Regions from separate parts of the Columba livia genome. Here region 1 is linked to region 2. Evidence: chromatin contacts called from public Hi-C data. All regions are on one chromosome and are shown on one strand. The core of a region is the stretch at or near the end of the contact, and the rest is flanking DNA. Distances in the headings are between cores, read along the strand shown.

Region 1 (5,388 bases), core at 249-2,748, 46 kb before region 2:
CAACACTGTAAACACTGAGATAACAGTCATTATGCCTCTGGTGTAACGGCAGGCTAGAGAAAATTGTTATATTGTGTTCTTTACAATGACCTAATCTGTCTAAATTACAAGATTTCAGGCGGCCACTATTAGTGGAACGCTCTTTCTGAAGATAACTTTTCCGTTGCTGAGGGAGCAGGAGGCCCCGTCCGCTCCCGCTCCCGTTCCGGCGCGCAGGCCGCGGCGCCACTTGTTGGACTGCAGGCGGCGACTTAGCGTCTGAGGATTTGTGTTCCCACCGTTGGAGCTGGATATCCTTTAATGGTATAGCTAATCCATATAGCTGCTCTTAAACCAGCTATCATTTGTTCTTCAGACTAAATTTAAAAGAACTGCAAACTCATGGTTGTGTAATGTAAAAGTGAAAATGCTGTGCTGTTCTGTACAACATAAAGACACACTGATAGACCTTAAAACTTGTGATGGTTTTGGCGTGCCCAACGCTTATATTGGTGGATGTAAGTGTGTTAGACCCCGTTATGTCAACCAGTGACGTGTAACTACTTTAGTTTGAGGAAGCTGCTGATTTTGGATTTATGCCCTGTCGCGTGATCAGTTCTGGCACAGCATAAGCTTTTCTGAGCATTTCCTCCATGAAGGATGAAGAAAGACGGTAGCATGGTGGTGAGAAGGAGAATACAGTACATGGCCTTTTGCAGCTGGAATAGCTGTCAGTGTCCTCATCTCAGCAGTTCGTGCTGATGTGAGAGCTCTTAGTGTCTCAAGTATTTGAATCAGCAGCTCTGTAGGAAAATTTGTGTTGAAGCTCTGATACTGTTTTCCTTTAATTTAATAGAAAAATTGTGGTATTTGACGGTCAAAGATCCATCATTAGCTCATTCATTCTGCAAACAAAAGACATCATTTTTGTATCTGTTTCGAGTCTTCAGCTCTGATGGCTTAGCCTGCAGCAAGAGCCGAGGGAAATCGATTGACTCAGCGGGAAGGGGTTGGACGTTTGAGAACAGAATGCTCGGTTCTAAATCATGCTCTGAAAATCTGGTTTCTCATGGCCTCTTAGAAATTTCTACTAGAAGGCAGCTTTATTTTGTACAGTCTGCCCCTAGAAATAAACCAACAGTCACTGCATTACTGGAAGTTAGGAAAAGGATCTCTTGGTTTTAAGAAGAACGTGTGGGGGTTTTGCAATTTTCTATTTTATCTAACATTGTTGCTGCATGATGTTTGGGAGCTGAAGTACCACTTATACCATTCCAAGGAATAACTTCTGAAGAAAACTAATTATACCATTTCCCACAGTAATGCTTAATATGCAAAGATTGCTTCTAAATCTGCTTTTCAGGTCATCCTTCTTTTCTTCAAACTTCACCATTTTGACTTTCAATGAGGTAATTTCACCCTTAAGCTCATTAGTTTCCGTAGGAAATGAATTATAAAAAATGCTAAGTGTGCCGTATGAGGTTTAACATCAAAGACATTTCTAGACAGACCATGAATATATGTTGAAGCGGTGTTTGGTCTCTGTTGGGTATTCTTTTCAGTGCTGCTGAGTTTTACTTGCTTGCTCTTGTTAGGTAACTGTTGGCTCAGGACTTATCTTTTCCTTGCAATGCAAATTAATGTTGAATTGTTTAGAATCAAATCCAGTAGCTGACTGCACCGCTTGAGTCAGATGTGTCACGTTGCGGCTCATGCCCTTCTCATGGAAGAACAAACCAACCACAGCTGTAAGTAGGATGCTTTGTAACCAACTGCTCTTAAAGGTGGGATTTCTGAAAGGAAACCTCAGTTCATGTTTCTGCTAGGAAGTTATAAGCTGATTTTTCTTGCTCCCCTGAAGCCTCAAAGTTGGGGTTCACTAGCTGCGTGTTAAATCTTGGATTGTTTTCCCACTGAACCTGTATTCTCAACTGTTTTAACCACTTGACAGTAAGAAACATAACCCATATAATTCTTGTCAGCCTGTATAGCATCAGGCTTTATTTTGAAGCTCTGTTCCCAATAATGGAAAAATAGGGAATGCCCACATATTTTTGTCCTTTTCAGTCTACCTAACACACTGGCTAGAGGGATTGCCTACCATACTCCAGAATAATTAATTAAAAAAAGCCCAAGTGAACATTATTCAGATCCAGTTTTACTGAAAGTAATACTCCTCCTGTTAGCTCCATAACATTTTTTGACTTGTTTTTTCTTCCCATGCAATTGTGATTGAAACGATTTTCCTCCTCCTCAGCAAGTGCTTAGCATGCTTATCCCATCTGCTGCCTGGTTGCAGTATGCGGAAGAGCACAGTGGAGCGGCTGTATTAGCACAAAAGGAAAACGGAATCCCGAGCTCGTGCATGAGCTGTGAGGGTTTCTGTCATTAAAACGTGGCAGCATGGCTCTCAGAAGTAATAGAACTGTTAGCAACAGAATAAATGCCCTAAGTAATGCTATTTAAAGACTAATCCTAGTTAATATTTACAGCTGAAAATATTAGAGCACTTTATTCCACCCAGAGCTTTCAGAATTTCTTAAATTTGTGCTGTGACTTTGTCAAGGTTGAAGGCAAGGCGGCAGTAAACCGTGGCAGACCCCGCTATCCCCCAGACCTCCCGCCACCCCTTTCCTTTAGATCGGAAAGATGATAAGAAAGATAAGGGGAAAGGAAGAGACTTAGACTGCAAGTTGGAGAGTTTTAAGGGGTTTTACTAATGCTACTAATAAATAGAGGTTATATACAAACTCTACGAACCCGGTCTGGCGTGCTGGATGTGGCGCTGGCGCCCCTCCGCAGCAGAGCTGGGCTGGGCTGGCGGCCCAGCTGCGGCTCCGGCCCCGGGAGTCCCGGGCGGGACTGCACTGCAGACGGAACCCGGCTGCAGGATGCAGGGCCTGAGGGCTGTGGATCACAGACGGACAGACAGGCAGACAGACGGGCCTCTCCAGACGCCGGCCATGGGCGAAGAGTGACCCTCGTGATCACCCTCTTATATAGGGGTATGACGATTATGGGATGGAATACTTGCGTTGGTCAGTTCTAGTCCCCTGTTCCATCCACCCCTCCTCAAACACACCCCCCTCACGGTGGAACATGGCAAAACTTATCAGTCTTTCTTGGCTACCATAGTAATAAATCTAAACATGAGCCTTTTCAGCATCCTGTTGGTCTCTTATCAGCACCGAGTACAGCATCCTAGGAAAAATATGCAGGCTAAACCTCAGAAAAGTACAGCCACCTAGGAGAACTGAGCTGAAAGAAACATCACTGACAGAGAACCGGTCTGGTTTTTAACAAAACCAGGACAGAGTTGTTTGAAGAGCATGGGTGGAAGCTGTTTCTGTGCCTGTGGGGGAAAAGGAGAATTTCAAAATAGTTCATTTGGCTGCAAGGGGAGGAAATTCTTTTATAAATTCTTTGAAGCTACAAAATGAAACACGAGTACCTCTTTATCTGCCTTAGAAAAATAGGAACCTCGAACGGCGAGGCAGGAACCGGAGTCTCCCGCGTGCTGCGCTGCTGGCTCTTCAGGGCTGCCGGCTGGGCACCCGCAGCGGGCGCCCGGCGCTGGGCGTCGGTGCGTTCCAGTGGCAGAAGGCATCACCTTCGAATGGCCTGGTTTATCACCCACGTCCATGCTGAGAGTAAGCAGCGTTGTTGAATGTTGCGTGTCCTTCAGGAGAAGGGCCTCTCTCAACATGTGTATGTATATAGTCCATGCTGAACACAGGATACCTGATTTAGTGTCCCATCTATAGTTGTGGCTCTATAGTGCCACAATAGGTATAATGGAAGAGGTACCGAGTGTTCAGATAAGCAGTCCGTGATAGGAAATGCAAACTTGCCCAGAAACCGGCCTCTGGCAGCAGTCTTCACAGGTTTAGCAAAATCTGCTCTTTGGGAGCAGAGGACGCCGGAGTAAACAAGCACCTTGTTATCTGGTGGGGTCGCTGGGAAGTCAGACAGCACAGTCCCGGCCGAGCGCCGCAGCAGCTTTTGTGCTCTTTCATTGCAACAGCTGCTAAGGGGCTGCTGTACTGGTGCATACCATGTGATGGCAATGCCATCCATCTAGTCTTTCAGCATAATAAATAAAATGTCATTACATTTTAGAAATTAATAGTTAAACATGCTTTTATTGAAAAAGCCATTTTTTCCCAGCCCTTCAAATGTAGCTACTGTAAATAACTGAACACAAGTACTTTTCAAAAGTAGATTTTTAGTACTTCAATCTTTAGAAATGTAGTAAGTAACAGAACATTGACTCTGAATTACAATGTATATGAATTCAATGCAGCGGAAGTTATTATTAGAATACTGAAGACCTCTAAATGTTTTCTTAAATCATAAATATATTAACTCTTCACGTTGAATCATGTAGCATTTATGAAACAACAAAAAACTCCACACCCAACTTTTGTGCTTCAAGACTACTCAGTGCAGTCTGGTAACAGCAGATGCAGAGACCTGTTTGCTGTCCACGTTTTGCTGGTTTCGCTTTCGCTGCTGCCGGTGCAGCGCGTCTATGTGTACACGGACACGCAAACACATAATCAAAATATACGGCAAAACCTACAATCCTGTGTTGCATATCTCAGACATTAATAGGTGGCAAATGGAAGCTGTAATAGCAGGTGAAATCATAAATAATTCAGTTAAATATTTCAGGAATCGGACTTAAATGCCTTTACACAGAAGGATTAAGATAACTTGATACATGCTGTAGCTGATAATAGGGGAAGACTTGTATGGAAGATTTCTTTCTGACACCTGTTTTATGACATGCTATTGCTTTAAAACAGTGTGCTGTGTCAGCTGCAAATACAGCTTCATAGAGAATTTCTTTCATTTAAGAAAGCAAAATATTCCTAAGGTGTGGGTTGAATATGCAGGAGTCTCTTGCAAAGACAGGAAAATATCACCAGGAGGCAATTAAAATACTCATGGGGTTATTAAAGGCAATAGGACCAGCAGGCTTCCCTTTGGTTCAGCGTTCCACTGAATTCCCTGGGTTTGTAATCACGGAGGCACAGCCACTTAGTAGTTCATTTCTAAAGAAAGTGAGCACTCAAAGTTTGCCTCACCTAACTTTGTCTTTTAAGTCTTGCCTGCTAAAGGAAGGGAAGTAGTTCTCTACTAAATGTGCATGACCAGCAATAAATAGCTGGTGGATATAGGATCAGAGCAGCTGCAGCTATCCAAGTGTTCAGTGGTTTTGTACACGTGGTCCTGTTTCAATGAGGAGTCACTTAATGTAGTGGATTGAGATGTTTTAAGTCCATGTAGATCTAACAAAGATGAAGCTACACCAGACTTCTCTAGAACTGGCATCCGGTGTTCAGCTTGTCTGCGCACTTTTCTAAGGAGTCAGAATATGAGATAATCGTGGTCTTTAATATTAGA
Region 2 (5,767 bases), core at 969-3,468:
GAGGAACTTGGATAGAGTTTAGAATAATCCGTGGGCACTCTCTCTGCTGGAGACAGAGACTGCAGCTTACAGAAACAAGTCTCCTGGAAATGTACATGTATCCCTGCATTTAAAAGCCTTGTTAGTGTTAGACAATTTTTCTGGCTTTTTAAACAACTACCACGATATCCCCCTGTCGTGCTAAAACTTACGTTACTGATGCTATATATCTTTCAGTAAGAAGGGTTCTCTTTTCTGTTCAGGCAGCCCGTTCAAGCCTGCTGCAGCTTTGTGCCACGCTTGGGTGGCAGTCTGTAAACAAGTGGCTATTGCTGCAGCTGGGGGGCTTGGTGCTGTGGCAGACTTGGAAGTAAAAAAGAGATACTTTGGAGCTTTACCCAAATAATGAATTGTCCTAGAGAGCTGGGATCGAAGTCAAGATTAGCAACACATTGGGTTGAGTTCACTGTGGGAGGCAAAACTCTTAACTTTTCACATTCTTACATGAAAAGCAAAGCAACAGATTGAACGAAGAGTAGGCATTCAAGTCTTCCTCACCGTATTGTCCTTGACAACTTCTGTGAAGAGTATCCAGTGAAAGTCACTACTAAAGAATTTGAAATGCACATTTGTATACGCAAATTCTCAAGGATTCCTCTCCAATCTCAGAAGAGACTCATTCTGTTAACAGCCCTTTTGGCTCAGCTCTCCTTCACCCATACAAACCCCACATATAGTTTACAAGCTCAATGCCGAACATCTGCATCCAGCCAGGAAGGTCAAACTTCAGGTAACTCTGGTATGCAGCCACAGCCTGGGATTGCCCACTGGTGCAGACACCTGGCTCAGGCAGCATAATAGCAGGAGGCTGCTGTTCTCTAGATCCAAATATACTTTTGCCAGGTATTTGTGCAGATCACCCACTGAGACTGTGAATTTGTGAACAGTAGAAGGTGTTTCATTCAGTAGAGTCTCTAAGAAGATTGTGCTGAGTCCTTGATCACGCTCATCTAGTCCCTATTTGAGGTCATCTGGCTTGCCGGCCTCTCTCAGACCCGTGCCTCCCTGCATTTCCACTTGCAGAGAGTCTGCTTCCCGAGTTAGTTTGTAAAGTAAAGTTTTCTTCCAAATCACACCTAGAGCACTACCTCTGCATAATCTGCGCAGGAAAACACCCACATACTGTCATTAGCAATCTGTCAGGAGCTTGATTAACAGGTTTGCAATTTAACCAAGTTAGACTCAGGTTTGGGTTTAACTAGATTCCTGACTTGCTGAACAGCCTCACATCTTCCTAGAGAAACAGCTCGGTGGATTCATGTTCATGTCAAGGATAATTCGGACACGTTGAGAAAAGCAAAGAGGAATAGCTGGAAAAGCTGACTATGTATGTTTACCTGGCAATTATAATTTGGGTGACAATATGATATTAGAAGGCATCTTCATTATGAAAATAAAAATGATCAGAGATAAGGGGCAGTGATATGACCTTTCACAGAGACATCTGGTTTTCCAAATCCATTTACTAAGCATTATAGTCCATACGGTTACTCTAGCAAGATTAGGAGTAAAGCCTACCCAACCAATAAACTCTCCAGCAAGCCCAAAATAATCCCAGTCTAACGAGATGAGCCACTATACTAATGGAAAAAAAATGTAGAAAAGCAAAACCCACCAGTGTAAGCATAGGAGGTAACAGTTGTGTGAAATATGACTTGACGGTTCCCAGTATCCCAGAGGACTTCTGGGGTGCCCAATGCTGGAAAGATGCTTGTAAGGACTGATTTATGAGGAAACGGCCATCAGGAATGCTAGGAACAAGCCATGTCATTGAACTCCCTGTAATCTAATCTAGTAAATGGTTATGCTAACGTAGGAATGTCAGTGATCTAGATAATGAAGGCTGCGAGGGGCACACCGCATTACACACAGACTTAATTTTTAGTTTATGCACAGGTTTAATTTTAATTTATGCAAGTCTGCTGCTCGCCTTGGGGTCTTGCACGGAACCCGAGGGGAGCCGGCGCATCCCGCTCGGCCGGGCCGGTCCGGCCCTGCCCCGCCGCGGGCTCCCCCGGAACGCGGCCCCGCCGCTGCTGCCGGGCCCGCCCCGGGTGCCGGCGATAAAAGGCGTTTCCCCTTCCTTCCCCTCCCTCCCGCCTCTCCCGGAAGAGTCCGTCCGGAAAAGCCGCCGCCTCTCCCGCGGGTCTGGCGGCACTGGCCGCCGCCCCGTTGCGCCAGGCCGCCGCAGCTCCCCGCCGAGGGGCGCGGGCCCGGCTGTGCGGGGGCGGCGCGGGAGCGGGCCGTGCCGTGCCGTGCCGCGCCGCCCCCGGGCCTCAGCGGTGGCGCCCGGCCGGCGGGGGAGGGAGAACGGCGTTGCACCGCCGCGCCCTCCCCTCCCCTTCCCGGTGGAGGCAGCGCCACGTCTCGGGCAGGAGCCGGGCGCCGGGCGGGCGGCCCCAGGTCTGCGGAGGCTCGCCGGGTAGGGGGGCGGCGGGGCTCGGGGGCGGTCGAGGCGGGGCGGCCGGGCTCTGCTTCAGGCCGGGGAAGCGCGTTCGGGGTTGCCCTCCCTGCCCGCGGCCTGCGCGGAGCCGTCCGGCCCGGCTACGTGGGCTGCGGCCCCCGGGCTGCGGCCGCCTCTTGCCGGCGTCCCGGAGAGGTGTTCCGGCTCCCGCCCCGGGACCCCGCGGGCGTGTCTCGTCGGGCGGCGCCCCCCGTTTGGGACAGGACTCCGTTGCCCTCCTGGTTATTGGTGTTTTAAACAAAATAGGTTGTTTTCGTACAGCTCATTTCTCTGTGAGGCTTCTCTGGGTTCCCGTGTGTGTGTGTGTGCGTGCGCCTGCCTGTGCTCAGCACAGAGATACAAAAGGGCTTTGAAGCCAAAACACTCTTAACCTTTAACGTTTGCGAGTGGGTTGCACAGGAGAAAGCTGTTCTTCCGGGTCCTGATTATTCAAAGATGTTTTATGACAAGAATAACAAACCATCTCATGTTCCCTGGGTTTTGCCACAGTGTAAGCGGTGTAAATTGTGCTTGCCTTTTGCCTGCAGTTCCTCTTTGAGACCTGTCGTATAGTATCTTTTTGCCATACAACGACTGTTCTTCCGTAAGTTTTTTTTTAAGCTTTATTATACAGAAGGGCTTTAAAAATCAATAACAATGCACAGTGAAGGTATTAATCTTTCTGTTTGGTGGCGGTTTCTCTTTTAGAAATATATTCCAGCTTTCTGGCTCCTTCACGGTTCACCCCCGTGATGGTCACCTATCTGATAATCTAGTCCTGTGCATCCGGAGTTAATAGGAGCTTCGGTAACGCTTTGGAGATGTCCGGTGGTGTTGCTGGGTGACCAGGGCAGTTCGGTACAGTAGAAGTTAACACAAGTGCTGTCTGGAGATATGGAAGGAATGGTGCTCAAAATGTTTACGTTCATGTAAAAATGAAATTTCAATATCCCTGACCTGACATTCTGTCCTCATCGCCTCCCTCCTTTTGTTTTATTTAACTGGTGATTTCTTAAGTTTCTTTTGTAAAGAGGATCCATAACACTTTTGTAGTCTAATTTCAGCTGTCAGTAACTATTTTAACAAATTTGAAGTACTTGAAATAACTATTTCTAACAGCTTCTACCATATTGTATTAGTTGGCTGGGTCTATACCCCAAAGTGAGGTCTGAATGCCTGGAGAATAATTGGTAAGTTCTATAAACTGTGTTTGGCAATGCTCCTCTTGACTTGCCATGGAGGAAGGCAGCGTTGAACTGCAGCCCAGGCCACGTTCTGACTGCCAACACAGGCTGTAATTAGTAGCTCAGGCTCAGTGTGGTGATACATACCGGTTGCTCTGCAGACAAGTAAACAGTAATGATGTTATTTAATTAAAAAAAAAAAAATCTGAATTCCATACTGCATTCTAACTGAAGTTATTGAAACTTAAATGGCAGAATGTCCTTGAAAGGGAATATATGTTATGAAAATCCAAACTGTAGTTTACAGGTAAAAATGCTGCTTTTGATACTGGCTCACTTATTAAAGTAGAGGCCAAAGAGACATTTCCATTAAAAAGGACAGTTATCTTACATCAGTTGTCTGGCTGACTATTATCTTGTTGCGTCATTATGTTGGTGTATCAATGCTACTAAGAAAAAAAAGTTCTGAAACTGTTAAATAGATCACTACTTAATCAGAAAAGCTGGATACTTGTTGTATTTCATTGTCTTTGTTATTATCCCGTGTCCTGTTCCTGTTTGTTGTAGCTGGGCTGGTGGGTAATCTGTGCGTACTGTTTGTTTTTTAACTCATATTTTCAAAGCTCTAAGAAATGTTTGTAAATTCACTACATTTTGCTTCTAGGGAATGCGGCTCCTTCGTGATTACAGTTTTGCCTGCGAGCTGTTTCTGTGATCTCCTGGAACTATCGGCTGCCTGCTGCACGCCAACAGCTGTAAAGCTCACACTGTAAAGCTCACAACTGTGCTCCTGTGTAACATCTTGATGCCGTTGTTGCTGATGGAGAGAAACAGGACTTGGTAGTTTACTTGGTGGAAAATTATTTGGAAGAAAAACTTTCCAGGGATCTGGATTATTTCTACCATGGACTCCTCATCTGTCCAGCAGGGCATTCACTTGGAGAACAGAAGCAGTAATGCGGCCCTTAGCAGCTCTGAAGAACTTCTGGATCATAACGCCAAGTCACATTTGCCAGTTACAACAGATGAAATTAACAGTAAGTTGCTTCATATATACAGAATTATTCCTACTCTTACCCAGGCTTCTCTGCAACGACCTGTTTTGTTGTTCAGGTGATGCTGAAGGACTTTTTTCCTTGAGGTCAAGAATTTCCTGTACAGCAGTTTTAAGCAAGCTTGATTACTATGGCTCTGTCTATGGGAAAATTCTCTTTTGTTTTAAAAGTTGTTCTTTCAAAACAAAACCAAACTCTTAAGTACTATTGGCTATCAGTTGGGTACGTGCTGCTCAGGGTGTTCATCTGTCTTCTGATAGTGTTTCCAAGAGTACATACCTGAAATTACTAGAACTAATAATTCTGCAGTTATTATTGTGGAGTAAGATCATGACTGGAGTATTTATTCTGGCAAAATAGATTTTCCTAATCAATCGATTAGGTAATAATCCAAATGTACTCCAAGTTTCTCTAAACCTCCATTTATGGAAGTGAAATGCTGGCATGTACTGTCCAAGTTATCTCAAAATAACTTTTATCAGCAATCTCTAAAATAAATTAATTGCAGCTGTTCACAAGAAACTTAAGAGAGCGCTGGTCTGAGTAGGTCACAGAGTCTGACTTAGGTTGGAAGGGACCTCTGTGGGTCACCTAGTCCAACCTCATGCACAGAGCAGACCTGGTTTTGAAGCTGGATCAGGTTGCTCAGAGCCTTGCCCTGTGGAATTCTGAAAATCTCCAGACAGAGGTTCAACAGCCTCTCTACACATTCCAGTATTTAACTGCTTTCCTTGGGAAAATCCTCTCCTTGTATTGAATTGAAATCTGTGTTTCCACTACGGGTAACTGAGAATATGTTGGTATATAAGGATATAGTGGGAGATGGGTGGAGGGGGTGTATATGTTGCAGGTGCGTAGATGCACAAAAGTACACGGGTTCCTTACGTAAAAGCAGGTGATCACGTGATGGAGTTATTGGCCTTCCACCCTCCTCTCCTAGCACACATTTGTCCTCTTGTCACGTACCGGAAAGTGGAGGCTTGAGACTTTATTTGCAGTTCTTACACCGTGTGTTATCAAACTGGCAGAGTGTAGTTATACGATGA

The links. Hi-C and Micro-C count contacts between places; a contact is called where the count stands out from the background.
Region 1: a contact with region 2 is called in a Hi-C map of liver, with 4 times the contacts expected there. The contact joins the enhancer-like site here to the promoter of GOLGA3 in region 2. A contact is called at or near these places in 2 of 2 Hi-C or Micro-C datasets (crop and liver).

Annotation. Positions count from the first base shown.
Region 1 is chr17:252,786-258,173 of bColLiv1.pat.W.v2, reverse strand. LOC102092877 reads right to left here. Exons shown (of 7, transcript XM_065033273.1): 7 at 4,185-5,388. Among named protein-coding and RNA genes, the nearest start is that of CHFR, 30 kb to the left of the region's middle. Within about 2 kb of position 1,498, at least 1 of the 3 cell types and tissues checked has an H3K27ac peak away from gene starts, as active enhancers do.
Region 2 is chr17:207,086-212,852 of bColLiv1.pat.W.v2, reverse strand. GOLGA3 (golgin A3) reads left to right here and starts at 2,218. Exons shown (of 24, transcript XM_065033261.1): 1 at 2,218-2,442; 2 at 4,331-4,703. The coding sequence starts at 4,571.